5 separate regions of the Mus musculus genome follow, and all the other regions are linked to region 1. Evidence: chromatin contacts called from public HiChIP or PLAC-seq, capture Hi-C and promoter capture Hi-C data. All regions are on one chromosome and are shown on one strand. The core of a region is the stretch at or near the end of the contact, and the rest is flanking DNA. Distances in the headings are between cores, read along the strand shown. Region 1 holds the start of Krt8 (keratin 8). Region 2 holds the start of Fignl2 (fidgetin-like 2). Region 3 holds the start of Acvrl1 (activin A receptor, type II-like 1). Region 4 has its middle 20 kb from the start of Nr4a1. Region 5 has its middle 17 kb from the start of Acvr1b.

Region 1 (5,163 bases), core at 2,299-4,798:
GTTTAGCCTGAATGAACAACCTAAACAGTCTCAAAACACTGGAGAACGGAGAGAAGGCTGGGGATGTAGCTCTGTGGTGGATCACTTGCCCCCTCCGTTTGTTAGGCGCAGACAATGAACAATGTTGCCTGGAGGCACACAGCAAGGAACCAACAATCAACTTAATTACTTGTTCTGTGGCTTACAGATGGCAGTCCACACCATCTGTGGCTTCCTATTTAAGCTGTTCAGCTGCATACCCCCAGCTGTTTATACTCCCAGCTGTTTATATGCTGCCGCTCTCAATATTTAAAATTGCTCTGTTGTTCAAAGTGATTTTGGTACTTTTAGGACATTACCCCCCATGCAGGGACGGCCTTTACTTTGCCTCCTGTTCCTAGCCCAGGGTCTGGTGTACAAACTCACTGCTCTTTTACGGAGCTCATTTATGCTTCTGCAACACCCCCCCTTTCCTCCTCTGAGACAGAGTCTCTTGTTCTCAGGTTGGCCTTAAACTCAAAATGTAGCTGAGGAGAACCCTGAACTTCGCTCCTCCTGCCCCAACCTCCCAAGTGCCAGAATTATAGGCATGGATCACCACGCCCAGTTATGTGGTACTGGCACAAAACCCAGGTTTTGTGGCATGCAAGACAAACAATTGAGCTACGTACGTCCTAAGCCACTAACCACCCCATGATTATATTTTTAAAATTACTTTCATTTACTTGTGTATATGTGTTCAGTGGCAGAGGAAGGCTGGGTCTTAACATAGGAGGCCTCCTTTTCCCCTTGGCTTTCCAGGAAAGACATATTAGGGCAGAGCTGTCTGTGCAGGGCACCCTCACCTCCTCACAAGTGTGTATGACTCTTTTGTTGAACAAGCTTTGGTGACCACAGTGGCCAGAGACAGCCTTACAAGGACTTATACCTGTGGCTGCCCTAGTTTGGTTCTTTCTTCTCTGACCACTTGGCCCTAGTCCCTGAGCCCTTTCCCTTTTACCTCTATCTTGGGGAAGTTCCAGGACAGAGCAGCTCTGGTTTCTCTTGCTGAGCAGAGACCATATTGGGAGGGGCTGGTTGGGGGGGTCTCTGGAAATAACAAAGAGTTGACAAATGGTAAGCCCTGGGTTGAGCTTTGAGCTGCACAGCACAGGGGTCTCACCTTTACTGCCTCCTTACCCACACCTTGAGAGACACTCCTGGGACCAAGAAACCAGGCAGCTAGGGTGGAGGAAGCTGAGATTTCAGAAAGAGAGCTGGATGACGAGCTTTTACGAGTTGCCTAAATCAGTCCTTCCCTTCAGGTCCCTCCAAAACTGGTGTGGGGGAAGGGGAGAAAGGGAGAGTTGGCTGTCCCTCCCCAGGGCTGTCATACCTGTCTGACCAGCTGCTCCGTTTCTCCTTCCGCTTTCTCTCACAGCTCGGTGCGGCGCCGGCCGCGGTTCCCTCCCTTTGGTTTGCTGGAAAAAAAAATCTCCAATCTTGCTGGGTGTGGGCCTGTGTTAGAGAGGGGGTGATAAACACACACCTAAATTGATTTTCACCTGAAAACGGAGTGTTGACTGAGGGGGATGTGAGAGGGCCTGGTGTAAATAGGATTTCCCTTTTCCTAGCATGCTGGAAGCCCAAGGCTGGGGACTCCTAGCAAAAGACAGGCAAGGAAGGAATATGGTCTCTGTGCAATCCTTGGGGATTTCTAGATTGGTCTTTCTGGAAGTGTCCTCAGACAGACAGACAGACAGACAGACAGACAGACAGACACACACACACACACACACACACACACACACAGGTAGGGGTGGCTTCTCAGACAAAGAGGGAGAGAGGTGTGCCGTGTAGGGAAGGAACATGTCTGTGTGTCTCTAGGGGTGACTTTCTGGGTCTCTGTCCCTTTTGGCAGGAACATATATGTGCCCATCCTGGGTCTCTGTCCCTTTGCCTATATGTGCCCATAGAGCAGTCCTGGGTGTTTCTCCTAGGGGGGCGGAATCCATAGACAGTTCTCTTAGTAGGTGCTTACTCTTTTCCCTGGCTATGGGGTGGTGTCTGCTACCGCCCAGTTCCCCAGGGAATTTGGATATCTGTCATCTATTGGTTTCCTTAATTGAGATCCACCCAATCCCCACATCACACCCTGAAGTGCCTTCCAGAGAGCCCAACCCATCAGGTAATTTAATTGCAGGTGGAATCTTTGCCTTGGGGACCCAAACCTCTTGCCTGCTTGCTCCACCCAGGCCTGGAGGGCCTTGCTCTGCTCCCCAGTCTCCAACCTCTCACAGGTGCAGGCTGTGCCCCAGCTTGTTCTCCTGACTCACTCTGATAATGGGATAATGAGTTCAGAGAGACAGGTGCAGGGAGACAGGGTACTATCCTCATCACATCTGGCCAGCCTGGGGCCGGGGGCAGAGGAGAAGGGTCCAGGTGGCTGGAGAATGAGTCACCACCAGCAGGGCCATCCCGTTCCAAGGCACCATGAGTCACTGCCCTGGCAGCCTGGGGAAGGTGTCTCCAAAGAAGCGATTGCAACAAAGCCCCTGTGCCTCTATTCTCTGGGGTCTCCCTTTTCTGCCTTGGCCTCTGTCCCTCAGTCTTTGTTATTCCTCGAGGCCTCTGTCTGGTCTGGGGAATTCTCTCGGGTCTGGGTAGGAAAGGAGAATACTGTGCTGTGTCCAGAGAGAAGAGCTGCGTTTGATTTCTCTTTACCTTGCACAAGAGAGAAGACAGCTAGAAGCCTGTGTTTCATTCATTCCTCAAATATCTACCTACCTTCCCACCCCCCTTTGCCAGCCTATGGGTGCAGGATGCTGCACAGGTAGCGGGGTGGGGTAGTGGTGTTAGCTGTAACCTGGGCAGACAAAGCAAACAGGAGCTTGGGAACGAAAGGGCCCTGCTGGTCAGCCTGGCCAGCTCCACCTAAAGGAGGTCTCTTGGAGGTATTAGGAGAGACCAGCCAGAGATGTGGTGGATGAGGCACACCCTCAGTCCTAGTGCTGGCTGGTAAAGGCCGGTGCCGGCTTTGGTTAGGCTTCAGGGTACTTATACCCCCAAAGGGGTTGTGACCCCCCCCCCCCAAGATTCTGAACCACAGGATATTTGATATGTCACCTCTGGGAAAACATAGCTCTATCCCTAGAGGGATTGCAACCCACTGGTGGAGAACCTACAGCATATCTGTTACGTGACTCCCGAGGAAGGGCCCTTCCGACCTTCCTTGAGTTTCAACTTCTAGTGAGTTCTAGTAGCTTGCCTGTGTTGAGTTGAGACCCAGTGTTTTAAACTAAAATGCCTGGGAACCCTTTCAGCCCAAGTAGTTCTCACAGGAGGGCAGGAGATAAGACAGCTTAGGTCAGAGATCCCAGGCTCACTTCCTGCCTTCACAGGGATCAATTGCTCTCTCCTGGATTTTTAGGGTGGGGCTGGAGAGGGATCCCGGGTGGGAACAGCTCTCTGCTGCCCTCACCTGAGTCCCGTCTGGAGGTTGCAGACGTTGGGTTAGGCCCTGCCCTCTAGTGTCTAGCCACTCAGGTAAGAGGCCCTTTTCCCTCCCCTGGGGCTGGCCTCTTCTTTTATAAAGGGCCTTCGCTGGGCGCTGTCCCACCGTCTAGAAGCAGCTGCTTAGCTCGCTCTCGAACCTCCGTCTTCAGCTCACTGCCTTCGCTCCAGACTTCACCATGTCCATCAGGGTGACTCAGAAATCCTACAAGATGTCCACCTCCGGTCCCCGGGCCTTCAGCAGCCGCTCGTTCACGAGTGGACCCGGTGCCCGCATCAGCTCTTCCAGCTTTTCCCGGGTGGGCAGCAGCAGCAGCAGCTTCCGGGGAAGCATGGGCACCGGCGTGGGTCTGGGCGGCTTTGGCGGGGCTGGTGTCGGGGGCATCACAGCCGTCACGGTGAACCAGAGCCTGTTGAGCCCCTTGAAGCTGGAGGTGGACCCCAACATCCAGGCTGTGCGCACTCAGGAGAAGGAGCAGATTAAATCCCTGAACAACAAGTTCGCCTCCTTCATTGACAAGGTGAGACCCCTCTCTTCCCGACTAACCGTCCTGCGCTCGCTCTTTCTTCTGCTGACACAGAGATGCGTACATCTCTCCTCGCACCCCCCATGAGCTCCTGTTGGGACCCACCCATTCTGGCCACACTCTCTTCTACTTCTCTCATACCCTTTGGCTTGGGCCCAGAGGGTCTGAAGTGCTTGTGACTAAATCTTGGAGCACCTTCCCATTCACTGGAGGGCCTGGTCCCTTCCCTGTGGCTTTGCTCTCTGGTGGCGGGGACGCCCCCTCGCCCCCCCGCCCCCAACTGCCCCAAGGTTTCCTCATGGTGCCCCGTGCATTGTGTATTTTTCTATCTTCCTGTTAAATAATGGAGGGCGGTGTAAGGATTTTAGAAGGTTTCAGGTGTCTTGATTGAACCCGACAAACGCATATGGAGGTCTTTGGTGCCCAAGGCTAGAGAGTGGGGGCTCCAGGCTGAGTCACTGCTCGGCCCCTGCCCTGCTCCAGTGGGCGGGGCCGCTGTAGAGCCAGGGCGGAGGTCTTGGGTCTGCCCTTCCACCAGGAGTGGGGTGGGGTGGAGGGGAGGGTGAGTCTCAGGGCTCCGCCTCGGGAAGGCCCGTGCGAGATTCAAAGTCTGCGGGCGTTGGACACTCCGCTCCTGTTTCACGACCTGTTAAGACCGGAGTTTATGGCCTCAGATAGCGTCGGCCTACCCACGCCCCTCTGCGAGCTTGGCCCTTGTACCCCTTTCACTCTTTCTACGGTGGCTCCGCCCCAACTGCCTGGTTCCTTTGCAAGCCGAAAGCCAGGCCAGGTTTTGCAGTCCTGTGGCACAGTGGCCTTCGTGGCCCCGGGACGATTGGCCCTTTTTTGCTGACTGGCTCCTGAGAGGCGGTGTGGGAACGGGAGGAGGGAAAACACGGGGCTGAGCCTGTGGAATCACAGGACGCCCCAGGAGCGTCTGCCTCTTCTTCACAAGGGTTTACTAGCTCCAACGGTCCGGTCCCTAACTCCCCCTAGAATCCTGATGGAGAGCAGTTGGCTCAGACATGGCATGTGCCTTGTGGTTACAGGGCCCGGCAATTTCCTCCAATGGGCCATCTTGTCAAGTTTGACTTCCTCTTCTGTAAAATGGACACGACAGGCCCCAAATCAGTTTCTCTGCCTGTTCAGCTCAAAGTGTGACGAG
Region 2 (5,944 bases), core at 1,875-4,374, 950 kb after region 1:
ATATGAAGAGTACACTCACCAGGGGGAAGGACCTGGTGTACAGCAGTTAGGCTGGACTGATGATCCTGTGCTAGCTCGAGATGGGGATCTATTGAGGTGGGTGGACCGTCAAGCTTTTGGTCACGAGGTGGATACGGACGCAGATAAGAGTGAAAACAGGAGCCATGGTTTCGTGTTTCTTTTTTTCCTGGCTAACGTGGGGAGACCTTGACCTGAAGTGTTTGAGGAGAGCCAGCGAATGAGTGGTATAGGTGCCATGTCAAGCACGGGGTCTCCTGCAGAGGAAATTGAGGGCCGAATCAGTCTAGGAGAACCCGTCAAAGTGGAAACCTGGGATCCTTAGTCCGATGAGTGAGCGCCAGCGCTGCCTAGCGGAGGACTTGGGTGAAGACTGCTGGAGCCAAGGCTGGACAGTAAGAAGAGACACTGCCCGATAAGGGAGTCGAGGGTCGGGCCCAGGCCTGGACCTTCATTGTGCCCTTCTTCCCTCCGTTGGGTTTGTGTACCCAGGGGAGACGCGGTCCTCAAAGTCACATGTTTTTCCTCTGAGCCAGAACACAGGTAATAGTAACTGTGGGCAGAGCCTGGGTTTGATGTAGTGACACACTTGCATTGATGTAACTGATGCTACCTCCTGTGACCCTGTCACTGGGTCACTTGTCACCGGACGTCCTGGGAAACTGCTCTTTTGACTGGCTCTCATCTTTGAAAACCCCTCAGAGAGAGCTGAGGCTCTGAAAAACACGCCCCTCATGTAGTACGTCTGGCTGCTGGCACCCTCCAGGACTTACCTTCCTTCTAGGAGCCAGTGACTTTCCTAATGCCTTCTCTGTGGACCATCAGGCATTTGGCTACGTGGTTGATATAGATGGTTAACATGGGGGGGGGGATTCACTTTCCAAGGCTGTCTTTTGCCATTAGCCATGGCACGGCCACGTTGCTGTGTATGACCATTGCCACTATGGCTGGGTGTGCAGAGCCGGTGGAAACACTTCAACCCCATCTCTTGGTCCTCTCTACAGGCTCACCGTGGTTAGTTTTGTTGGTGTGCACTGTACAAGAGCCCGTCTAGCTCTGTAGGTTGTGATGTCTCCAGCAGGTGGCAATAGAGTATCCTAAGGGAGCCGCCTGTGGTTTGCTTTGCTCTGTGCAGTTGAGGCTGGCGTTAAACACCAGGGCTCAGGCTCCTGAGTGCAAGGAATGCAGGCAGGCACAGCTGCATCTGACCAGCCCTGCTGTTCCAGATGTACTGGTCCTGTCATCCGGGATGCACTGACACCCCCCCACCCCCGCCCGTAACCCTTCATGGTGCTACCAAAATACCAGTCTTTTGGTGAGTCCTTAACTAGGAGTGTTATGCTCTCAAGAGCCCCAAGGTCAAAGGCCTCTATTTCCTTACTCCACAAAGGATGTTGCTTTCTCGACTTCTCAGCTGGCTGAACCATTCGGGATACCTTTTGATCTAACCCCAGGCCTAGTAGGACATGCAGGATTTGATATGATTGATATGATATTGCCAAGAAGCTTGGGAGTGTTTACCTGGCCCGCGGGAGACTGTGGGTTCCAACCCCAGTGCAGCAAAATATGCACATACCAACACAGAGTTTGGAAGCTTTGGGCTTGAGAAATAATCACTGTAAAATCAGTATGCCATGGGCTTATGTCATCTTTGGAATTTTGTCCTTGGGTCAGGTCGGTTCACTGGAGGCAGGTGCCTACATGGTTCTATTTCTTGGGCCCTGTATCTCTTATTGGTTCAGGACTGGTGCCTTGATGGGTGCTAGAGGAGGGTGTAGGACCAGCCTGGGAACATTTACCCTCTTCATGGTCCAGAGGTGGTATCTCACAGATTGGCTCTAGGATCCCCACACCACAAATAGTTTTGCTCCCTTTGAGTAAGGGTGTTTTGTGAAATGAGTCTGACCACAGCTCCCTCTTCATTTGGTGACTGGGGAGCTCAGAACAAAGTAGGGTTCATCTTTAACCCCTCGGGTGATAGAACCCGGGTCCCCGAGCATGAGATGAGGCAGGTACTTTACCAGCCCTGTGATGCACTTGACATGATCTGCATGCTCGTACTATCTCACATACCTCAGCACACCATCTGTTCATCCCAAATAATGTTTGTAAGGTGATAAGAGTCATTTTGGATGGAGCAGGTAGCAGGCAAACAAACAGCATTCGGTCAGGTTCTAGTTTTTTGTTTTAAATTATTTATTATTTATTTAATGTGTATGAGTACACTGTAGCTGTCTTCAGACACACTAGAAAAGGGCACCAGTCCCCATTACAGACAGTTGTGAACCACCATGTGGTTGCTGGGAATTGAACTCAGGACCTCTGGAAGAGCAGTCGGTGCTCTTACCCACTGAGCCATCTCTCCAGCTCCCAGGTTCTAGTTTCTTTAGGCCAGTGGTTCTCAATCTTCCTAATGCTGCAACCTTAAATATAGTTGCTCATGTTATGGTAATTCTCAACCACAAAATTATTTTTGTTGCTACTCCATAACTCTAATTTGGCTACTGTTACGAATCATAATATAAATTTGAGTGGGTTGGGGCGGGGAGGGGTATGACCTGAAGATTGAGCTTTAGCCAAAGGCCGGAAGAAATCAAACCGCAAGGAAATAAGGTTGCTGGGCTAGCCACTGTGGTTTCCAGGGCTGATGGGTACGCTCACATCCCAGGGCCTATGGTGGACCTTTGAATCTCAAGGGAACGCCAAGGTGGACAGAGTAGGATGTCAACCTGTTGGGCCTCATATCCAGCAGCTCTGGACAGGCTGCACTAATCTTTACAAACCTTGATACGCTGCAGTGGCTGGCCCATAGTGAGCGAACAGCAAGTGTCTGCTACGGGTGAGCCTCACATGGTCTGGCCCTTCCCTCGATCTGGTCCATGGAGGGGCATAGCCGGTGTGGTCAGGGTAACTTGCCGGGAGTGAAGGTTTACTATGGCATTTCTGCATTCCTCTTGGAGTACAGCAAACTATTTTAAAAAACTAACTCTAGGTCTAAAGGGTCTCGGGTAGCCTGTCATTGGCTAACCAAGCTGTCAGTGGGTCCCTAGAGCCACTGCAGGAGCTGACCAGCCGCTGTTCTTCTCGCCTGCAGCTCTGTTGAAGATGCACTGGACACCGGAACACGCCCAGCCCCTAAACCAGTGGCCAGAGCAGCACCTGGACGTCTCCTCCACCACTCCGTCGCCGGCTCACAAGTTGGAGTTGCCTCCAGGGGGTCGCCAGCGCTGCCACTACGCTTGGGCACACGACGACATTTCCGCCCTCACAGCCTCCAACCTCCTCAAGCGCTACGCCGAGAAGTACTCCGGAGTCCTGGACTACGAGCGCCCGGGCCTGGGCAGCTACGGTGACGCCGCCTTCCTCAACGGTGCCAAAGGGGACCCGGAGCCCTGGCCCGGGCCAGAGCCACCTTACCCTCTAGCCTCGCTCCACGAAGGCCTCCCGGGAGCCAAGGCGGCTGGCGCGGGTGGCTCCGCCGGCCTCGGGGGCTCCCCGGTAGTAGCTGGCAACCTGACTGAGCCGCTGTACACGGGCAACGCGTGCGGGGGACCGTCGGCGGCCACTGAGTACGCGGCGGGCTACGGAGGCGGGTACCTGGCGTCCGGCTACTGCGCGCAAACGAGCGCCGCGCTCGCCCCGCCGCCCCCGCCCGCGCTGCTGCAGCCAGCGCCGCCGCCCGGCTACGGCCCCTCGGCGCCGCTCTACAACTACCCGGCGGCCGGCTACGCGGCGCAGCCCGGCTACGGGGCGCTCCCGCCGCCCGCCGCGCCGCCCGCGCCCTACTTGCCCTCCGGGCTGGCGGCGCCCACGCCCCTGCCCGCGCCCGCGCCACCCCGGCCCGCGCCCTACGGCTTCCCCGCGGCCGCCGAGGGCGTGTCGCTGAAGCGCAAGGCGGTGGACGAGGGCGCGGAAGCCCGCTACCGCAAGTACGCTTACGAGCCGGCCAAGGCCCCCGCGGCCGACGGCGCCTCCTACCCCGCCGCGGACGACACCGAGTGTCGGGGCAACGGGTTCCGTTCGAAGCCACCCGGGGCGACGGAGGATGGGACCGGCAAGTACGGCGGCGGCGGCCCTCTCAAGGTCCTGGGCTCCCCCGCCTACGCGCCGCAGCTCGAGCCCTTTGACAAGTTCCCGGAGCGGGTCCCGGCCGCCCACGGAGGCTTCGCGGAGCCGTCGGGGGAGCCCGCCAAGGGCGTGGACCCGGGGGCGCTGGAGCTGGTGAGCAGCAAGATGGTAGACTGCGGGCCCCCAGTGCAGTGGGCGGATGTGGCGGGCCAGGGCGCGCTCAAGGCGGCCCTAGAGGAGGAGCTGCTTTGGCCCTTGCTGAGGCCGCCCGCCTGTCCCGGCAGCGCGCTCCCGCCGCGGACCGTGCTGTTCTTCGGGCCCCGCGGCTGCGGTAAGGCGCTGCTGGGGCGCTGCCTCGCCACCCGACTAGGTGCCACGCTGCTGCGCCTGCGCGGAGCCGGCCTGGCGGCCTCGGGCGCCGTCGAGGGCGCGCGCCTCCTGCAGGCGGCCTTTGCTGCTGCGCGCTGCCGCCCGCCCGCTGTGCTGCTCATCAGCGAGCTGGACGCGCTGCTGCCGGCGAGGGACGACGGCGCGTCCCTGCGGGCGCCTCTACTGACCTGCCTGGACGGCAGCTGCGGCGCGCGCGCCGACGGCGTGCTGGTGGTGGGTACCACCTCGCGGCCGGCGGCCCTGGACGAAGCTACCCGCCGGCGGTTCGCGCTGCGCTTCTACGTGGCGCTGCCCGACGGCGCGGCGCGCGGGCAGATCCTGCAGAGGGCGCTGGCTCAGCAGGGCTGTGCGCTGAACGAGCGGGAGCTGGCCGCCCTGGTGCAGGGAACTCAGGGCTTTTCTGGGGGCGAGCTGGGGCAGTTGTGCCAGCAGGCAGCGGCCGAGGCGGGCATCTCTGGACTGCAGAGGCCCCTCTCCTACAAAGATGTGGAGGCTGCTCTAGCCAAGGTGGGCTCTCGGGCTCCCTCCAAGGAGCTGGACTCGTTAGTTGAGTGGGACAAAATGTATGGCTCCGGACACTGAGGGTGGCAGGGGAGGCCAACTCTGCCTGGGGGTGCGGGGGGGTGATGTCTTTGGCCAAAGGAGTGATGAATGTGGGGCGGGGAGAGGGCGGGCTCTCCCGGTGGATTTTTTTTTTTTTAAATGGGAAGGAAAATGCTTCTGCCAGGCAGATCGATGCCATATGCACCGGTGTACTCAGGTTTTTTTTCCTATTTATTGTGGACGGGAAGTTCGCCATCTCCGCTCGGCAGACTGGCCATACCCGACATGAGTTGGCACCAGGGCCTAAGGAACTCCTGCTCTCTCTCCCCGCAACCTTTGTCTCTTGTCCTCTGAGCGACATCCTCCTTTCCCATTCTACTTTCTCAGTATTGGCTTAGTTTTTCTTCTCATGGTTGTGTCACTGACCCCTCCCCATGCTGTCTCTGTTCCTTTTCAGCTCTTCCTTCTGGTCCCCATCCATCACCTTCTGTGCTTGTCTCTGTCTCCTGGACCCTGTGCTTTAACCCTCCCTCTCTCATTGTTCTGATTCACACCACAGCGACTCTTGGCGGAAGTTCTTTTGGCCCAGAGGCTGAGAAGGGGGGTGGGGGACAGGGAGCCCCAACCCCCTCCGTACTTTACCCACCTGAAATCTTGGGGCCTTAGGGGGTGGGACAAGGATTAAAAAACCACCCAAAGAAGGCTTCCCCCCCCCTTTTTGGTTTGTTCATTTTTGAGGGGAAGTCCCAGAAATGTAGGTTGCTTAATATTTTAGGCCTCTTATTTTTGTAAGATGTGTAGGATTTGCTGTTTTTCGTTTTATTTTGACAACTCAGGAAGAAACTGACCTCAGAAAGAATGTTAGAGTTTGGCTGCTCTCCTGTTACCCCCAACCCCGTCCCTGGGGAGCAGATTCTCCCAGACC
Region 3 (5,347 bases), core at 2,745-5,244, 880 kb after region 1:
GACGAGCAAGAAACATACTGGGTTGGGGTACAGTAAGTAGTGCATGCCTGTGATCCAGCACTGTGGAGGCCGGAGATTTGGGAATACCAAGTGAAGATCTAAGATGCTGGGGCCAGCCTCAGTTATGTAACAAGATATGACTCCAGAAGTCAAAAATGAAGGGGATAAAAAAAAAAAAAAGAAAGGAAGGAAGGAAGGAAGGAAGGAAAGGAGGAAGGGAAGGCATGTATTGTAAATGGTCTCCCCAGGGAATTCTGATCCATTGGGGTGGGCACCAGGCTTTGAGAAATGTGTCTGGCACTGAGCCAAACCTGTCTCCTGTGCTTTTGTTCATGGGGCATCGCTAGATGGATGGAGAGATGGAAGGGACTCTTAGTTCCTTTCCCGGTGCCTCCCTATGTCTGCGGGAAGAAAGAGAATGTTATAGGATCAGGGAGTTGGTGACACCGCAAATCGAGCGTGAATATGGAGGTGGGTGAAAAGCATCTCTAAACATCAGCAGCGTAGGGAAAGGTTAGCAGAAGTCACCCTGGTGCAGCCCCGGGGCTGTGACAGACGGAGCTAACCTCGTCCTATCTGGGGTTGAGCATGAGGTGGGCGTGGGAGTAAATCTCGGTCTTAAGCGTCTCCTTTCCTCCTTAGTAAAAGCACAGGAAAAAAATCTCCTGCACACAGAAGCGTCACCGCTGTTGTTAAACATCACCCAGATGTTAAGCGGCTTTCAAAGACCAACTTAACGCAGGGAAGTCATGGCAGGCAGGGTGCCCTAAGGTCTCACTCTGCACCAGGCACTGAACCGCAGGGGCTTGTCTCCTTGGAGCCTCGCAACACTCCTACAGGAAGCAGTGCTAAATATGGCGTGGCGCTAAACGTAAGTGGCCAACAACTAATCCTTCCTCAATCACTGCTCTTCCTCTAGAGTTTGGTGAGGCCCTCAAAGAGGCAAAAGGGGTCCTGGTCTCTGCAGACATTAACAACACGCCCCCCTGGTGGTGTCAGTGACTGCTGCCCTCCTCCAAATATTGTTGCCCGGAAACCACCTACTCATTGCCAGACTTCTTCTCAGTCACCTTCTGAGGGTCAGGTGAGGACCCAGAGAGGAGTGAGCCTGGATGGTGGCTGTCAGTCTTCCTGTTTCTATCAGCAGTAGGGCTCTGCCACACTGTGATTATCCTAAGGTAGGGAAGCACAGTGGAAACTCAGCTATCTTCCACAGCTGTGCACTTACTGGCCTCTTGGACGCAGCCAGTCTCGGTATTCACCTGCATATTCCTTTAAGTCTATAGTGGTAGAATAGGATGGAACAGCCTGGATTTTAGAGTCTTAAGCCTCTGTAAGCAGTACGGCACAATGGTTCCCCCTCATCTGACGGTGATGAATCCCTGAATCACATTGGGTGCATGAAACCCAAACTGCATGTCCTGTCCCCTCTACCTATAACATACCTGTAATAAAGTCTAGTTTGTATATTAGACCCAGGAGACAGCAACATTAGTAAGAAATTACAATACCCATAGTAATATGCTATAGCCAGGACCTCTGTCTTTTTACTTAAAGGGAGCATTATAAAGCTTCTCCTTGGTGTACTGAGTCACCAGCACCCCTGAGCTTGCAATTGAGACCATGGTTGACTAAAATAAAGGTTTCTCGATCAATCTGATAACCCTGACAGCTACTAGGTGACTGACAGGTAAAGTGTACAGTATAGATGTACTGGACAAAGAGATGATTCATATGACCGATGAGGTGAGGGGAGGTGAGACTTCGCTACATTCTGGAGACAGTATGGATTTAAATTATATATATATATATATATATATATACATATATATATATATATAAATATATATCTTCCCTAGTTCTGGAAATTCCCATTGACTGTTTTCACACCACAGTTAATTGTAAGTGACTAAGATCTCTGACCGGGAAGCTGCAGAAAGGAGAGACTCCTATACAGCACACAGACCAACACACTGGCCCTGAGCAAGCACCCGACTGGGGTGGTCCGTGGAAGCTGGGGTTCAATGTGGGGCTCGAGGCAGGTAAGCTTTCTCTATCCTTTTTCTAAAAAAAAAAAAAATACTTTCTCAGGTAAGGAGAGGACCTCGTCAGAGTGCTGCAGACTCCTCCACAGAGACACATCGAGTTAAGATGGCGAGGAGGTAAGAATCATGGGACATTCACAGTCCAGGAACAGGCATGTTCCTGGCAGTATTGAGTATTGTTCCTGGCCTCTGTGTTTGTTTCTGTTTGTCACCGCCAAATCCTTACCTACCTAGCCTCGAGAACCCACATCCCAGGGACCCCCATACCTAGCTAGGGTGGTCTGTGGCAGCTACGTCTCACAGCTTGGAGATTGGCATAAGAAGAGTACCATTTCCCAGGTGAGACCCACGAGAGTTACTCAACTGTGTGGCAAGTGGCACGGAGCAAGCCCTCGGCAGCCAGATGTGCCGGCACTGACCTGTATCCCAGCACTCAGAAGCCTCCTGAGGCAGGGCAGGAAAGAGACTAAAGCTGAATCAGGTGGACTGAAAATCTGAGGCCAGCTCTGTATCAAAAACAAACAAACAAACAAACACAAACAAAAAACCTCCCAACCATGGTGTCTCCTGATGTCATTGACTGACACCCTTCTCAGAGTCATCCAAAGCCTGAAGCTGACCTCTCTTCCACAAGCTGGGCACAGTTATCTCCCATCTGATAGGCTGTGTGAGCAAAACCACCCACAACAAAGAAGGATAATTGTGAAGACAGGTGGGGGGCCAGCTAGAGTGGTGAGGATCCAGAGAGGAAAGACCCTAGACAGACCCCCTAGACAGACTGACCCTGGAGGGTCAGAGAGGGGGCCGAACTCATCCAGAAGTTGCTCGTGAGCAGGGGAATGTGTCCTTCAAAGGAAGACCTAAGAAAGCAGAGCTGTTCTCTGCAGGGCTGACTGACTGCCTGGATCTCAGCCTGGGGGAGGGCCAGGAGTCCCTAAAGGGGAATGTCAAGGACACCCACGGCAGGGGAATTCTGTGACCCTATAGAGATAAGGATTGGGGTGCCAGGTTAAGTGGTCTCTATGAGGAGGTTCCGCAAGGGAAGTCGCTCCTATGTCAACAGAGCACCCTGGAGCTCAGGAGGGAAGAATCTTTCAGTCCCGTTTTACCTTTATAGATAAGGGTAGAAGAGTTAATCTCGGCAGGGAAGAGAAGCTAAAGGCCTCAGGATACCTAGCAAAAAAAGTTTTTTGATTCCCCATCCGTGCTCGACCCGCCCCCTTCCACGCTCAGGTCGGGGTAGCAGGGAGGTGTGTGTCCACAACCAGGGGACTGCTGACTGTCTTGCCCGGCTAAAACTGACCCTGCCACGCGCCGTCTGAGAGGTCTTTGAGATCCACATAAAGAAGGGTCCCCCTGAGACCAGGGACAGGTCTCCCTGCCCGGCCCAGCGGCACTCCGACTCACCTTTGGACAGGGCGACTCGACCCCCGCCTCTCCTTGCCGGAGGCGGCCGGGGTCTCACGTCCAGAGCCGGCCTGTGGGGCCGGGAAAGGTCTCGATCTGCGCGGCTGGCGCGGCGGCCTCCGGGGACTGGGAAGGGGCTGGAGCAAAATGTTTCTTATTCTAGCTTCTTCCTGCCTGGCCCGGCTCCACCACTCCCTCCTAATAACTCGTTTCCTATTGCCCAGTACGCCTCCCAGCAGCAGGGCTCGGCTCTAGAGGGCTGCAGACCGAGTGCGACCACCCCAGCCCCTCCCTGCCACGAAGGGACAGGCTTCGAACCCAGGCATTGGGGTCCCGTGCGTCCTGGGTAGGAACGTAGGGACTGAGCTAGCTGCGGAAGCGTCGCTCTAGGCCAGGAGAGGGTAGCCTGCACCCAGAGGCAGAAATCTAGATTCGTGAGGGCTTCAGGGAGGGACCCGCGTGAGGTAGCAGCCAACTTACCTGTGCTCACTCCTAAGGAACAGCGCTAAGAAAGCTGAGTTTGGGCTGGGAGTGTCTGCTCCAGAGTTGGCTCCGCCCTTTGGATTCTCCAGTTGGCTTAAATCTTTTTGCCTCCAAATTCCAGCCCTTCACCCTTAATACTTTTGTTCCCTTCCGTTGTCCACAGTGCTGGCCATCAACGCTCAGCCTCGGGCTAAAGAAACCTAGATAGGTCCGTTCTGAGTCAGTCTGGTCTGTGCACCTCAAGGCTTGACAGTTAGTTGTTCCTCTCCCTCAGGTCAGGGGTGGCCAGAATAGAGGGAAAGGCCACCTTGTCTTTTCTGTTCAGCCGTGTCCTTTTTGTCTAGCCGGGCTGGGACCCCAACCACGGGATGGGGGCGGGGCACAACTACCAGATGGGGAGCTTTAGAATTTGGGGCATGGAACCTTGTGAGGCTGGGACCTGCGGCTGGGGAGTTGGGCAGAGGGCTCGGGATGGGGAAGACAGGACACTCTTCCTCTTCCTGATCGGCAGTACAGGCTGGGACTGGGTGAAAATCTATGCTTTCCTGGGCAGGACTTGAGTTTTACTCTTAGCCTTGTGAATATCCTTGTGGGGGACCTTGAAGTAGTTCCACCAGCTGGGAATCCAGGCTAGTTGCTGTGACCCCACTAACACCTCCAGGGGCTTCAACCCCCCCCCCCCCCCCCCGCTACTAATGAGCATAGTGTTCCATCTTTCAAACGGTAAAAGATGGTGCCTATCTAAGTTCCTCAAGGAAGGAGTTTGTCGGCTAATATTTGAGAAGGCTAGGGAAGGGGTGGCCCTAGCCCAGTGGGAGAACACAGAAGCAATCTCTAAGGTGTCATGCCTGTCATGTAGATTTTGCAAGATGGGACAGAGGTGCCCTATCCTTTGGCAAGGATAGAGGCTGGGGGAGAGAAAGGCGGGAGGCTCCCACTGGTCTTACTTCCTCTGCTGAGCTCCACATGCTAGCAGCTTCTTGAATTGTGAGCCCCATGACCTTCCAGAGCCCCGGCTCAACCAAATTTCAGGGTCAGGACAGACCATGTCTTGCAGTACTATGGATTACAGTATCTGCTTTTCCAGATTGTGGTGGTCGCTTTGTTACACTCTATAGAACAGGGAGCTTGGATACATGACCATCTTCACACCCACTCTTCCTCCCACATGCCATGGCTTCCGGTAAGCCTTTCATTCTCCAGCCGGCGGCTCTCTGTCTTGAGTGGGACAGGACCCATGGGACCTCTGCAGCCCAAGTCTAAGGTCCGCCTCCTTGGGAAGGGGCAGATAGGGGACCATGGGTAAGGTCAGGAGCTGGGAAGTGGCTGAGGGGGTCAGTGGGGACTGAAGAGTTTCTGTGGGCAGGCCTGTGAAGTAAGACGGAGAGAAGTCAATTTAGGAGGTTGAAGAG
Region 4 (5,153 bases), core at 1,570-4,069, 760 kb after region 1:
GGAGAACCCATTTGGGAGTAAGGGTCCATTCCTAGCCATCCTATCCTGTGCCTGTTTCACCAGCAGCTAGCCTAGCCTGGACCCACATGGCCAAGATCCCTTCAGCATCCAGAGGTTTCCTCTCCTGACCAGCATTCACATTCTTCTCCCACACCCAGAAGTCCTTCTCTGGAGCTGCCTGACACTCCAGCAACAACAAAATCCCTTTCTCCACTCCCTGCTTCACAGCCAACTCTAGAACCTCTGGTTTGTCTTTAAAAATCCCAGAATCAGTCCTGTTCTTTCCCACATTCAAACAGTACATCCTTCTGTAGACACTGAGGTACAGCAGCAGCCAGGAGTTAGGGAACCTCAGACGGGCCTCCCCTCCTGCCCTAGCAGCTCTTTCCAAGGGGCTCTGGAAAGAACGCGCTGCCCTGCTCCCTTTTTTATTTTTCCACCAGTCTTTTTGAAAATACATTCTAAAATATTTGCCTGTGTAGGAGAAATACATTTATTTAGACAGGAATGGAAAACGAAAAAAAAAAATGCTGCTAGCAGTTTTTCCATGGAGACTTCCAACTCACAGAGGTCTCTCTCTATAAATACTCTCAGCCAAACCTGCCTCAATTATCTACTCTATAATAAAGAAGATAGCAACATGTGACATGCTAACACTGGGACAGCTTAAAGAGACAGGCTGAGATGGAAGAGGGGCCTGAGGCCCAAGTGGCATGTAATGGATGCTGGTGACTGGGTGATCTGAACAGCTGTGGAAGAACCCTGGACACAGACAGACAGACCACCCAGGGATTCTTGCCTCTCCTGGCTCTTTCCCAGCTGTGGACTCCAGGAGAGAAACTGGCCTACTCTGAGCTCCCGTTTCCTCCTTGGAGACACACACATGGTAACATACTTGTCTCACACAGCAGCAGCGTTGTGAAGACAGTGTCTTTGATAACACACATAGAGCATGTACCAGGAAAATGACAGGCAGTGGTGGATCTGCCTTTTCTATTCAGGGGGACCTGAGGGAGAGCCAGGGCTGGGATGCTTGTCTTGGAGCTGTCCTTCAAAAAATGCTTAGCCTGGCTTTGCCCAGCTGGTGTTTACTTGTGCTTTGGCGGGAGGGGGGGCTGCACAGATAGGGCATGGCGACCTCTGTGTCACAACAGATCTCCTATAAATAGCCCCACTGTGGTTCCCTTAACTGGCTTCCTCAGCTAGTCAGTGGCCAAGCAGCCCCACAGCCTGGCTTTCTAATTCCCAGAAGGCACTCACCACGGTGTCCCCTCCTCCCTGCCCAAATCCCAGGACCACTTCCCAGTTCCTCCTGCAGACAGGAGAGTGGAGAGGGAAGGTAAACCACTCAGTCCTTTGTAAGGCTGGGCTTCTAGGAGCAGTTAGGGATGCAGTCCTCATTGGTACTAGCCCACACCCTGGAGGGTTCCTAAGACAGGGAGACAAGAGCTGGAGAGATGGCTCAGCGGTTAAGAGCACTGACTGCTCTTCCTGAGGTCCTGAGTTTAATTCCCAGCAACCACATGGTAGCTCACAACTATCTGTAATGGGATCTGATGCCCCCTTCTGGTGTGTCTGAAAAGAGCTACAGTGTACTCATATACAAAAAAATAAATAAATAAATAAATAAGTCTTAAAAAAAAAAAAGACACGGAGACAAAAAGCCCAGCAGCTAGTTTTACTATGAGGGGATATCTACACAGTCAAGACAGATTAAGAGTAAGGAAGGATATATGAGGGAAGAGGGGCCACCCTAGAGAAAAAGAATGTGGGGTATAGTGTGGAAAAAGGCCTAGAAATGGAAAGAACACCCCATGGAGGTTAGGCTGTCCGGAATTTCAAGGGTATGAGACAGGGACAAGATGGAAGTCCCAAGGGTGAAAAACAGTAAGCCACCTTGAGCCACAAGGCCCAAGGCCATCTAGCATACTTGGTGACCTGGATTCAGCTGCTTATAGTTGAGGAGCCAGTATGTTACCTCACATCCTCCCTGCCTGGGTTAGAGGATGTGGAGGGGTTAACTAACCCACTGGGCCCAGAGGGACTCCCCTGCCTGGGACTGCAAAGGGGATTCCCTTCATAGGTCCCTTCCTCAGCCTCAGGATCAATAACTACTTGGCTGGGGTCCCCCCGCCATTCCCCACATTTAAGCATACACTCAAAGGCAAAAAATAAAAAAAAATAAATGGGGTCACCCAAGACTATTGCAAGGACTGCAGAGTTCTAGAAGGCCACTGGATTGGAGGTGGAGAGGCCATCTTCCCTTCCTGTGCTTCATTGAGTGTTTCCACATCTGTTGTCCTTTTGTTCTTGCTACTGAGGATCATCTGGGTCAACATGAGAAAGTGGCCCAGGTCACCAGGCCGGAAATGGGCGAGGTTTAAAGAAAGATTACCCACAAATCAAAACCAGGGCTCTTGATTAAAAACACAACAAAACCCTCTGTAACTTTAGAGTTACAAAATCACTCTCACCGCCCCGCCCCCCCCCCTCCCCACACACACACAGACACCCGCAGACAACAGCAAAGGCTGTAGAGCTGCGTGGCTGACAAAGTGCGAAGTCCGTAATTGCACTCCCAGAGGAGCCGGAGCTCAGCCATCCTCCGGTGTCAGATTCCAAATTTCTGTCACCTCGCCCGAGACCGGATTTGGCCCGAGCTTCCCTTCCCTGGTCCCGCCACCGGAACACCAAGCCGGAAGGAACGCGGCGGGCGGCGGGGCAGCACCGAGCCTCGGGCGAGCCATGCCCCTACTGCCCGCGCCAGGCCCTGCACGCCGGGTGCGGTCGGGGAAGCCGCTACGTCACCGCGCAGTCCGCAGGGAGCTCGGCGGGCTAGCCAGGATTCCATTACATCACCCAAGCCGCGCTGTAAACACCGCTGCAGCCATTGGCTGCGGCGCCGCCCTCGCAGCCAATAGCGTGAGAGCATGCAAATCGTCGTTGAGCCAACGCTTCCTTTGGCGCTGGTGCATGCAAATAGACGTCATTGCCCGGGTGGGGGTGGCCTGGCCCAGGCAGGAGGTGGGTGGGGGTGTGTGGAAACTCGTAGCGCGGCTGGCTTGGAGACTTGGCATCCAAATCTGTTCCAGACAGTCCCGAGGGGCACGGAGTGCGATTAAAGGTGAATGTCCTCAATTCTTAGGCCCTTTTCCGTTAGACCCACACAAGCAATGGTGCAAAAATGAAGTTAATTGCTGGGCGTGGTAGCCCAGGCCTGTAATCTCAGCATTTGGGAGTTGGCCAGCCTGAGCTACAAGAAGCCCTGCCCCGAATAAAAGCAAAACAGAAGGGCTGCAGAAATGGTTCGGCTGTCCAGAGCTCCAGCTGCTCTAAGAGGACCCAGATTTGGGTCCTCACGACCGTCATTAACTCCAGTCTAGGGGTTCCAACGCCCTCTTCTAACCTCAGTGGGTACCCGGCATGCACGGGGTGCACATACATACACAGAGGCAAAAATTTACAGACATAAAATAAGTAGATGTTTAAGGTTTGGATTTGTTTGTTTGGGGTTTGTTTGTTTGTTTGTTTTTTAAAGTATAACAAAAAATAAGACCACTTGGAGGTAGGAGGGGAGAAAGAAAAAAAAAAAAAAAGATAGAGAGGTTGCTGAACCATGCTTCCCAGATGGCTCAGGTCAAACCCCAGGAGAAGGTGCCAGGGAGAACCAAGCTACCCAGGAGGTAGTCAGAGCTCAGGGAGCTTTTGGTGTCTTGACCAGGCTTCTCCAGAAATAAATGTCATTTTCAGGGGTGGGTTCTAATGTTTCAGGAAAACAAGACAAAACTACATCTGCACTGGACTTATCTAGGTTTTGTTCTTGTCACTATTGCCTAAATAATTCAGCGTTATAATAACACACATAACATTCACCACACTAAACACTATCCCTAGTGCAGAGCTTTACAGTGTAGAGCAGAGCCAGGTATGGTGTCTTGTATTTATAATCCCAGCACTCAAGAGGCTAGGATTAAGAGAATCTTGAATTTGAGGCCAGCCTGAGCTATAAAGTAAGACTTTTTCTTTTTTTTTTTAATTTTTTTGAGGCAGGGTTTCTCTGTGTAGCCCTGGCTGTCCTGGAACTCACTTTGTAGACCAGGCTGGCCTCGAACTCAGAAATCCACCTACCTCTGCATCCCGAGTGCTGGGATTAAAGGCGTGTGTCACCACCACCGGCAAAGTAAGACTATCTTAAAACTTAAATAAGTAATTATAGTGAATAATATGTGCAACTTATATGTGAAGATTATAAGCGTTCTGCACAAAGAACTTGAATTCCTTGGATGCTGGCATTCTGGGGAGTCCTGGAGTATCCAAGATGCATAAGAAAGATCACTCAGTGGAGTATAGAGGTGTAGAGACGTATCTCAGGAAAGTGGGGAGCAGAGATGCCCATAATCTGCTTTATGCAAAGGAGGCCCAGAGAAGTCCAGCTTACATGTCAATGTGAGTCTGAAGGACCGGGAACTCCATGTGGAATGAATGCCCCATTCAAGATGAAAGTGAGCTCAGTTCCCTGTATGCTTTTGCTATGCCTGGGCTCTCTATGGATCCATGTACATTTAACTGGAGGTTGTAATTTAGAGAGGGATACAACAGTGTCCCGCTAATGAAACAGTGTTTTGCTTTTGTTTTTGAAACAGAATATCGCTATGTAGCCCTGGCTGTCTTGGAACTCACTCTGTAGACCAGACTAGCCTCAAATTCACAGAGATCTGCCTCCCTCTGCCTCCTGGGTGCTAGGATTAAAGGTGTGCACTACCATGTCCAGCATGAAGCAGTTTTTAAACAGAGGGGAGAGATTCCAAACAGAAGAAATGGTACATGGGAAAGTCAGATCTGGGCCAGAGCATGGCTCCTTAAAGCAGCAGACTAAAATACGTGGCTAGAGAGGGGTGTGGTGGAGGACCTGCCAGAGAGGAGACCCTGCTGCATCCATCGTGCAGGGCCTTGGGCCAGGCTCTGTGCTTAAGCTTTCCTTAGCTTTGTCTCTTCTTTCACCGGCCCTGTAAGGTAAGCACTGCTTTGGTATTTAGGAAACTGTGACCCCAAGAAGCTGTCACATGCTGAGAAGAAACAAGACAGAGTTCCCATCTGGGGCCCTGTGGCCTCACAGGCACACTGTGGCTGCTGTTGCCTCCCAGAGAGGAAGC
Region 5 (5,519 bases), core at 2,836-5,335, 850 kb after region 1:
CAAAAAAGCCAGGTCCTCTTCCCCTGTTAAAATTCCACCCCTGAGAGCAGGGCATTCCCCCCACCCCTCTCTTCCTCTCTTCCTCTCTTCCTCTTAAAAACATCAGAACAGCAATACAATCTGAACCTCTATGAATCTCATAAAATTTGTGCCTCTTAATTCCACACCTAGCAATCATCTCCGGGCTCTCCACATGATTCACATTACTTTTTTTTTTTGTGTGTGTGTACGTTTCATTTTTTTTAATTTTTTTATTACATATTTTCCTCAATTACATTTCCAATGCTATCCCAAAAGTCCCCCATACCCTCCCCCCCCACTTCCCTACCCACTCATTCCCATTTTTTTTTGGCCATGGCGTTCCCCTGTACTGGGGCATATACAGTTTGCGTGTCCAGTGGACCTCTCTTTCCAGTGATGGCCGACTAGGCCATCTTTTCACATTACTTTTTTGATTTATTGTTTTATATCGTGTGTGGGTATGCGAGCCTGCATGTGAATATACGCACAAGACTGCAGGTGCTTGTGGAAGCCACAGGTGTCAGGTCTCCTGGAGTTGGCGCTGCAGACTGTTATGAGTCACCACATGCATGTCTCAACTTGAATCCAGGTCCTCTAGAAGAGCAGCCAGTGCTCCCAACTACTGAGCCATGCCTCCAGCCCCTCCGTGTGCTCCTTCACCAGGCAACCCCAGTTGTAGGAATTCATTCCGAAGAAATACCGTGAGCAGACATGTTCCTGACATCACAGACAAGTCAGTGCCCACAGGGAGAGAACTGTCCCCGTAAGGTTCAGGCCCTCGACAAAGGCTTGTGGGAAAGTTTCTGGTAGGAGCCGGCATGGAGTTCAGTGGCAGAACTCATGCTTAGCATCCACAAGACCCAGGGTGCAACCTCAAGAACATCCTCAGCGAAGAGTAATGACAGGAAGGTATGTCTATGCCATATAATTAGGGTTGGGGAAAACAGGTTATAAAATATGTATGGTATAATCTAAAATTATACATAAAAGGGCTAGAAAGACACACAGCAAAATGTTTACAAGATCTCTCAGCTCAGTGAAATTTTAAATAATTTCTTCTTGACTGTATTATCAGCATTTTTTTTTTTTTAAAGACAGGTCTCACTTTGTAGAGCTGTCCTGGAACTTGCTATGTGGACTAGACTAGCCTTGAACTCACAGTTATCAACCTGTCTCTGCCTTCTGATCAGAGGTGTGCACCACCACATCCAAAGAGATCATTTCTAAAGAGGATTATATCCTTTTTTATGATCAAAACAAAAACAAAGCAAAACCAAGCTATCTAGATGGGTTGTCACAAGCTTTTTGTTTGTTTGTTTGATTTTTTTAAAGATTTATCTATTTATTATATGTAAGTACACTGTAGCTGTCTTCAAACACCCCATAAGAGGGTGTCAGATCTCATTACAGATGGTTGTGAGCCACCATGTGGTTGCTGGGATTTGAACTCAGGACCTTCAGAAGAGCCGTCAGTGCTCCTAACTGCTGAGCTATCTCTCCAGCCCTGTCACATGCTTTTAATCTCAGCAGGTAAGATAGATCACTGATCAAAACAAAACCAAAACAAAACCAAGCTATCTGAATGGGTTGTCACATGCTTTTAATCTCTGCAGGTAAGATAGATCACTGAGTTTGAAGACAGCCTGGTCTACAGAGCAAGTTCCAGGATAGCTGTGGCCATTCTGAGAAATCCTGTCTTAAAACAAAACAAAACAAAAACAAACAACAGCAAAATAGAAAACAAAAAACAACCCAACTGAAAGCTAATTTAAAAAAAGCCTTACCTTCAAAGCATGATTATGCTGAAAAAAAAGGAAGAAGAAATGTGTGTGTGTGTTTATAAATTACATGATAAACTTAAATATTATGCTGTCATTAAAATGGTTACAAACCCTGTAGAAATATTTAAATATTTATGAGCTGCTAACTAAGAAATACCAGACACAAAACAGAATGTGCACCACAGTGGTAAATATACACAGTACAGGCGCAATAACATAAATGGCTTCCATTTAGTAGGATAGAGTCTGTGTAGTTTCATTCTTCACTTTCAAAATACAATCCTTCTCCTGCTCAATAGTAAGCAAATGGCCAGGCGGGGCGGGGTGGGGTGGGGCATGGTGGCTCACTCCCATAATAGCCACACTCACAAGGTAGAAACAGGAGGATGAGGGGTTCAAAATCATTCCGGCTATATAGAAAGTTCAAGGCCATCCTGGGCTATCCAAGACCTTATCAGGCCAGACACAATGGTGCACACCTGTAGTCCCTGCATTCAGGAGCCAGAGGCAAGAAGGTGTCTGCAAAATATATTGGGCAATAATGGCACAGATGTTATAGGAGGAGCCAACCATTTTTTTTTCATTAGATTTAAGGCCCATTCCATCCATGACATGGAACCCATACTTGACACTAGTAGAGTGACCAAGAACCTGAGGCTAGATGGGTCATAGGCCTAGAGGGAAACCTGCTATAATTCTGCTACAGGAACATAGCAATGCAATGACTGCTCGTATGTTAAACCAGAGAGATTCACACTATCCTCATCAGAGACTCTTCTTGGTAGATAGGAGTTAACACAGAGACCCAGGTCTGAGTTACTTTTCTAATGCCATGATTATACACCATGGCCAAGGCAACATAGAAAGAAGCATTTAATTTTGGGGCTTGTAGCTTCCGAGGGCTAGAGTCCATGACCCACATGGTAGGGAGCGCGGCAACAAGCAAGAACTGGCATTGGAGCAGTAGCTGAGACCTTACCTATTGACCCACGGGCATGAGGCAGAGAGAGCTAACTGGGAATGGCAGCCCACACCTCTAACAAGGCTGCACCTCCTTGTCCTTCCCAAATAGTTCCACCACCTGAAGAGCACATGAGCCCACAGGCTCCATCCTCATTCAAACCACCAGGACCCACAAGTGGACAGTGGACAGAGAGTGAGAGACTTGGGAGTCAGTCTTAAATGGCATGTCTCCATCAAACCCCTCCCCTCTAGGCTCAGGGATCTGCCTGGAAAAAGAGGTGGAAAGATTATAAGAGCCAGAGGTGTTGGAGGACTCGAAAGAAACAATGTATCCCAGACACAACAGGACTGACATCCACATGAACTCAGAGACCCCGGCAGCTTCCACAAGATCAGCACACACTCAAGCCTGATGGGGTCTCAGAACCGAGAGGGGAAAGTTGACATGGGGTCCCACCCCGACCACGACGCTATTTGTAATTGATACTCTCTGCCAAAGAGGAAATCAGTTTTCTCCAATGGAGTCTCACTGGGCGTTATCAACCACTCTAGGGCAGACTCCATGCCCAGCAGTAGCTGGCTAATTCAAACTAAAACTAAATTCCACTTTTTTTGTGTGGACTTTTTGTTTCATTTTGCTTTGTTTTGGTGGATATATATATATATATATATATATATATATATATATATATATGCGCAATATGTATGTCTCATTGGTTCTTTTAATTTTAATTTTTGTGGGTTTGTTCTTGGACTTTATTTTCAAGAAAGAGAATAAAATTGGGTGGGTAGGAGATGGGAAGGGTCTGGGAGGTATTGTGGGGTGGGGAGACATGATCAAAATATATTGTATGGGAAAAATGTAAAAAGAAGGGGTAAAGGAATTTGAAAGACTGGGAGGCAGAGAAAGATGAAAGAAGAGGATGGGAGGGTGTAACACATGCATAAAGGGAGGGAGAGAAGAAAGGGAGGGAGAGAAGAAAGGGAGGGAGAGAAGAAAGGGAGGGAGGGAGAGAAGGGAGGGAGGGGGAAGAGAAAGGGGGAAGGGAGAGAAGAAAGGGAGGGAGGGAGAGAAGAAGGAGGGGGAGAGAATCGGCTCACTGCACAGCCCCACTTATTAGTGGCTACTATATATGTAAACACCTCATTTATGGCTTTATTTCTTTAAACTTTTTAATTTTTATTTTCTCGTGACCTGGTCCGAGGAGTCCCCATACTCACTATGTAGACCACGCTGCCTTCAAATCTACAGCAGTGGTCTCCCGCCAGCTTCTCACACACTGTGGTTATAGCCATGAGCCACCGTGCCTGGCTCATTTCCTCATTTTTACAATGAATTTTGTTTGCTTGCTTGCTTTTGAGGCAAGGTCTCCTGTAGCCCAGGCTTGACTCAAATTCACTATGTAGCTGAGTTTGACCTTGTACTCCAGATCTTGCCTCTACTTCCAAAGTACTGGGGTTGAGGGCATGCCCCACCCACCAGGCCTGGCTTTATGTAACCACGGGGCTTGAGCCCATGGCTCTGTGTGTGCTTTGTACTCTACTGATGAGCCACAGCCCTAGCCTCAACCATGCTTGTTTCACAAGATATATAAGTCACTTAAGACTTCACTGAAATCCAGGGAACCCCCTTCCTCCTCCCTGGCTAGAAATGCAGGAGTTTCTCACAATTCAGTTGGCTTCAGTTGGGCACTAGAACAAGGGTGTTAGATACTGAAGAGCCCTCCCTTTGGCAGCCTCTTCCTCTCTGGGCGTTGCTTCCTCTGCTCCAGTCTGTTACTCAAATCTGCCCTCTCTGCTACCTAGCACTGAGTCTTCCTGGACTCCAGGGCTTAGTTTAGGAGATTAGGGGTGGACTGTGGGGTGCTTGTGAGGGTGGGCTGTTGAGTGTCTGTGGGGGTGCCTGTAGGGATGGACTATGGTATGCATGTGGGGTACATGTGGGGGTGGACTGTGGGGTGCCTGTGGGGGTGAGCTGTGGGGTGCATGTGAGGGTGGGCTGTGGGGTGCCTGTGGGGGTGGGTTATGCCATGCTGTGCTGCCTATGTACTTTCTGGGGCTCACTGCCATCTGTACATGCATGAGGAAGAAGGAATAGAATTCAGATAGGTAGGGGTAGGTCAGATGGCTAAAAAACCAATACACATTAGGAGTTCTAGGTCTTGCTACGCCCTTCCCTATGGATGAGTCCTGGGAAGTTAATCGACAGACATGAGGTTATGTAGCTGAGAGAGCTGGAATTGACATTCATGCCTGCCACCCTTCAAGGTCCACTCCATCTCACCTCCCACGTGCTTATTACTGATGAGTGCCAGGTAGCCAGGCTAAGCATGTCCCAGACAAAGGGGACAGTATGTAAAAGCCCTGAGGCAAAAGGAACTAAGGGCTGGAGAAGACATTCAATGTGGCTGGATGGTGGGGGGGAGGGGGACTGTGGCCCCAGGCTGCAGGTCAGAGGCCTGTTAGCTACATTTGCAGGTCTGAGCAGGACAATGAAATAAGGGGAGCTTTTCCAACTGGATGGGCCAGAACCAGGGGGGTGAATAGGAACAGGGCCCAGTGGCCTAGCCAAGCATGCTGGGAACTGAGGAGCAGTTGACAGAGGTCTTGGGAGCCAGGGAGATGAGGTTCTCCTGACTGGAATGGGGACCTGGTGGGAGGGAACAGATAATTATGAATGAACGTTGTGTTTGTTGAGCTAAAGCAGGTCACTCCAGGTAGGGAGGAAAACAGGATGGAGGAGATCCATGTCAG

Evidence for each region. Promoter capture Hi-C pulls out the DNA fragments that hold promoters and counts their contacts. HiChIP or PLAC-seq counts read pairs in DNA pulled down with a chosen protein or histone mark. Capture Hi-C pulls out chosen DNA fragments and counts their contacts.
Region 2: a contact with region 1 is called in a capture Hi-C map of embryonic stem cells, with 2.7 times the contacts expected there. The contact joins the promoter of Fignl2 here to the promoter of Krt8 in region 1. A contact is called at or near these places in 1 of 39 promoter capture datasets (hippocampal neurons) and 1 of 9 other capture datasets (embryonic stem cells).
Region 3: a contact with region 1 is called in a promoter capture Hi-C map of pre-B cells, with 5 times the contacts expected there. The contact joins the promoter of Acvrl1 here to the promoter of Krt8 in region 1. A contact is called at or near these places in 11 of 39 promoter capture datasets (the 3T3-L1 cell line, 3T3-L1-derived adipocytes, the HPC-7 cell line and 6 more), 2 of 115 datasets of contacts at active chromatin or transcription factors (bone marrow-derived macrophages and pancreatic cancer cells) and 5 of 9 other capture datasets (adipose tissue, embryonic stem cells, liver and 2 more).
Region 4: an H3K27ac HiChIP or PLAC-seq map of extraembryonic endoderm stem cells shows a contact between it and region 1. The contact joins the enhancer-like site here to the promoter of Krt8 in region 1. A contact is called at or near these places in 8 of 39 promoter capture datasets (the 3T3-L1 cell line, 3T3-L1-derived adipocytes, the C10 cell line and 5 more), 1 of 15 datasets of contacts at CTCF or cohesin (the NIH/3T3 cell line), 1 of 484 Hi-C or Micro-C datasets (cumulus cells) and 15 of 115 datasets of contacts at active chromatin or transcription factors (bone marrow-derived macrophages, craniofacial prominence, differentiating embryonic stem cells and 11 more).
Region 5: a contact with region 1 is called in an H3K27ac HiChIP or PLAC-seq map of microglia, with 7 times the contacts expected there. The contact joins the enhancer-like site here to the promoter of Krt8 in region 1. A contact is called at or near these places in 1 of 39 promoter capture datasets (hippocampal neurons), 3 of 115 datasets of contacts at active chromatin or transcription factors (embryonic stem cells, microglia and pancreatic cancer cells) and 1 of 9 other capture datasets (embryonic stem cells).

The regions. Positions count from the first base shown.
Region 1 is chr15:102,002,727-102,007,889 of GRCm38.p6, reverse strand. Krt8 (keratin 8) reads left to right here and starts at 3,548. Exons shown (of 9, transcript NM_031170.2): 1 at 3,548-3,992. The coding sequence starts at 3,651. It overlaps Gm36026 (a long non-coding RNA gene), which reads right to left and starts at 1,747. Exons shown (of 2, transcript XR_875678.2): 1 at 1,355-1,747.
Region 2 is chr15:101,051,579-101,057,522 of GRCm38.p6, reverse strand. Fignl2 (fidgetin-like 2) reads left to right here and starts at 3,124. Exons shown (of 1, transcript NM_001214911.2): 1 at 3,124-5,944. The coding sequence starts at 3,124. The coding sequence ends at 5,058.
Region 3 is chr15:101,127,169-101,132,515 of GRCm38.p6, reverse strand. It overlaps Acvrl1 (activin A receptor, type II-like 1), which reads right to left and starts at 3,994. Exons shown (of 11, transcript NM_001277257.1): 1 at 3,933-3,994; 2 at 3,453-3,589.
Region 4 is chr15:101,244,182-101,249,334 of GRCm38.p6, reverse strand. No RefSeq gene overlaps it. Among named protein-coding and RNA genes, the nearest start is that of Nr4a1, 20 kb to the left of the region's middle. Within about 2 kb of position 2,819, at least 406 of the 459 cell types and tissues checked have an H3K27ac peak or open chromatin away from gene starts, as enhancers often do. A contact at or near this core is called in the NIH/3T3 cell line, bone marrow-derived macrophages, craniofacial prominence and 13 more, where this site is marked.
Region 5 is chr15:101,154,002-101,159,520 of GRCm38.p6, reverse strand. No RefSeq gene overlaps it. Among named protein-coding and RNA genes, the nearest start is that of Acvr1b, 17 kb to the left of the region's middle. Within about 2 kb of position 4,085, at least 43 of the 459 cell types and tissues checked have an H3K27ac peak or open chromatin away from gene starts, as enhancers often do. A contact at or near this core is called in microglia, where this site is marked.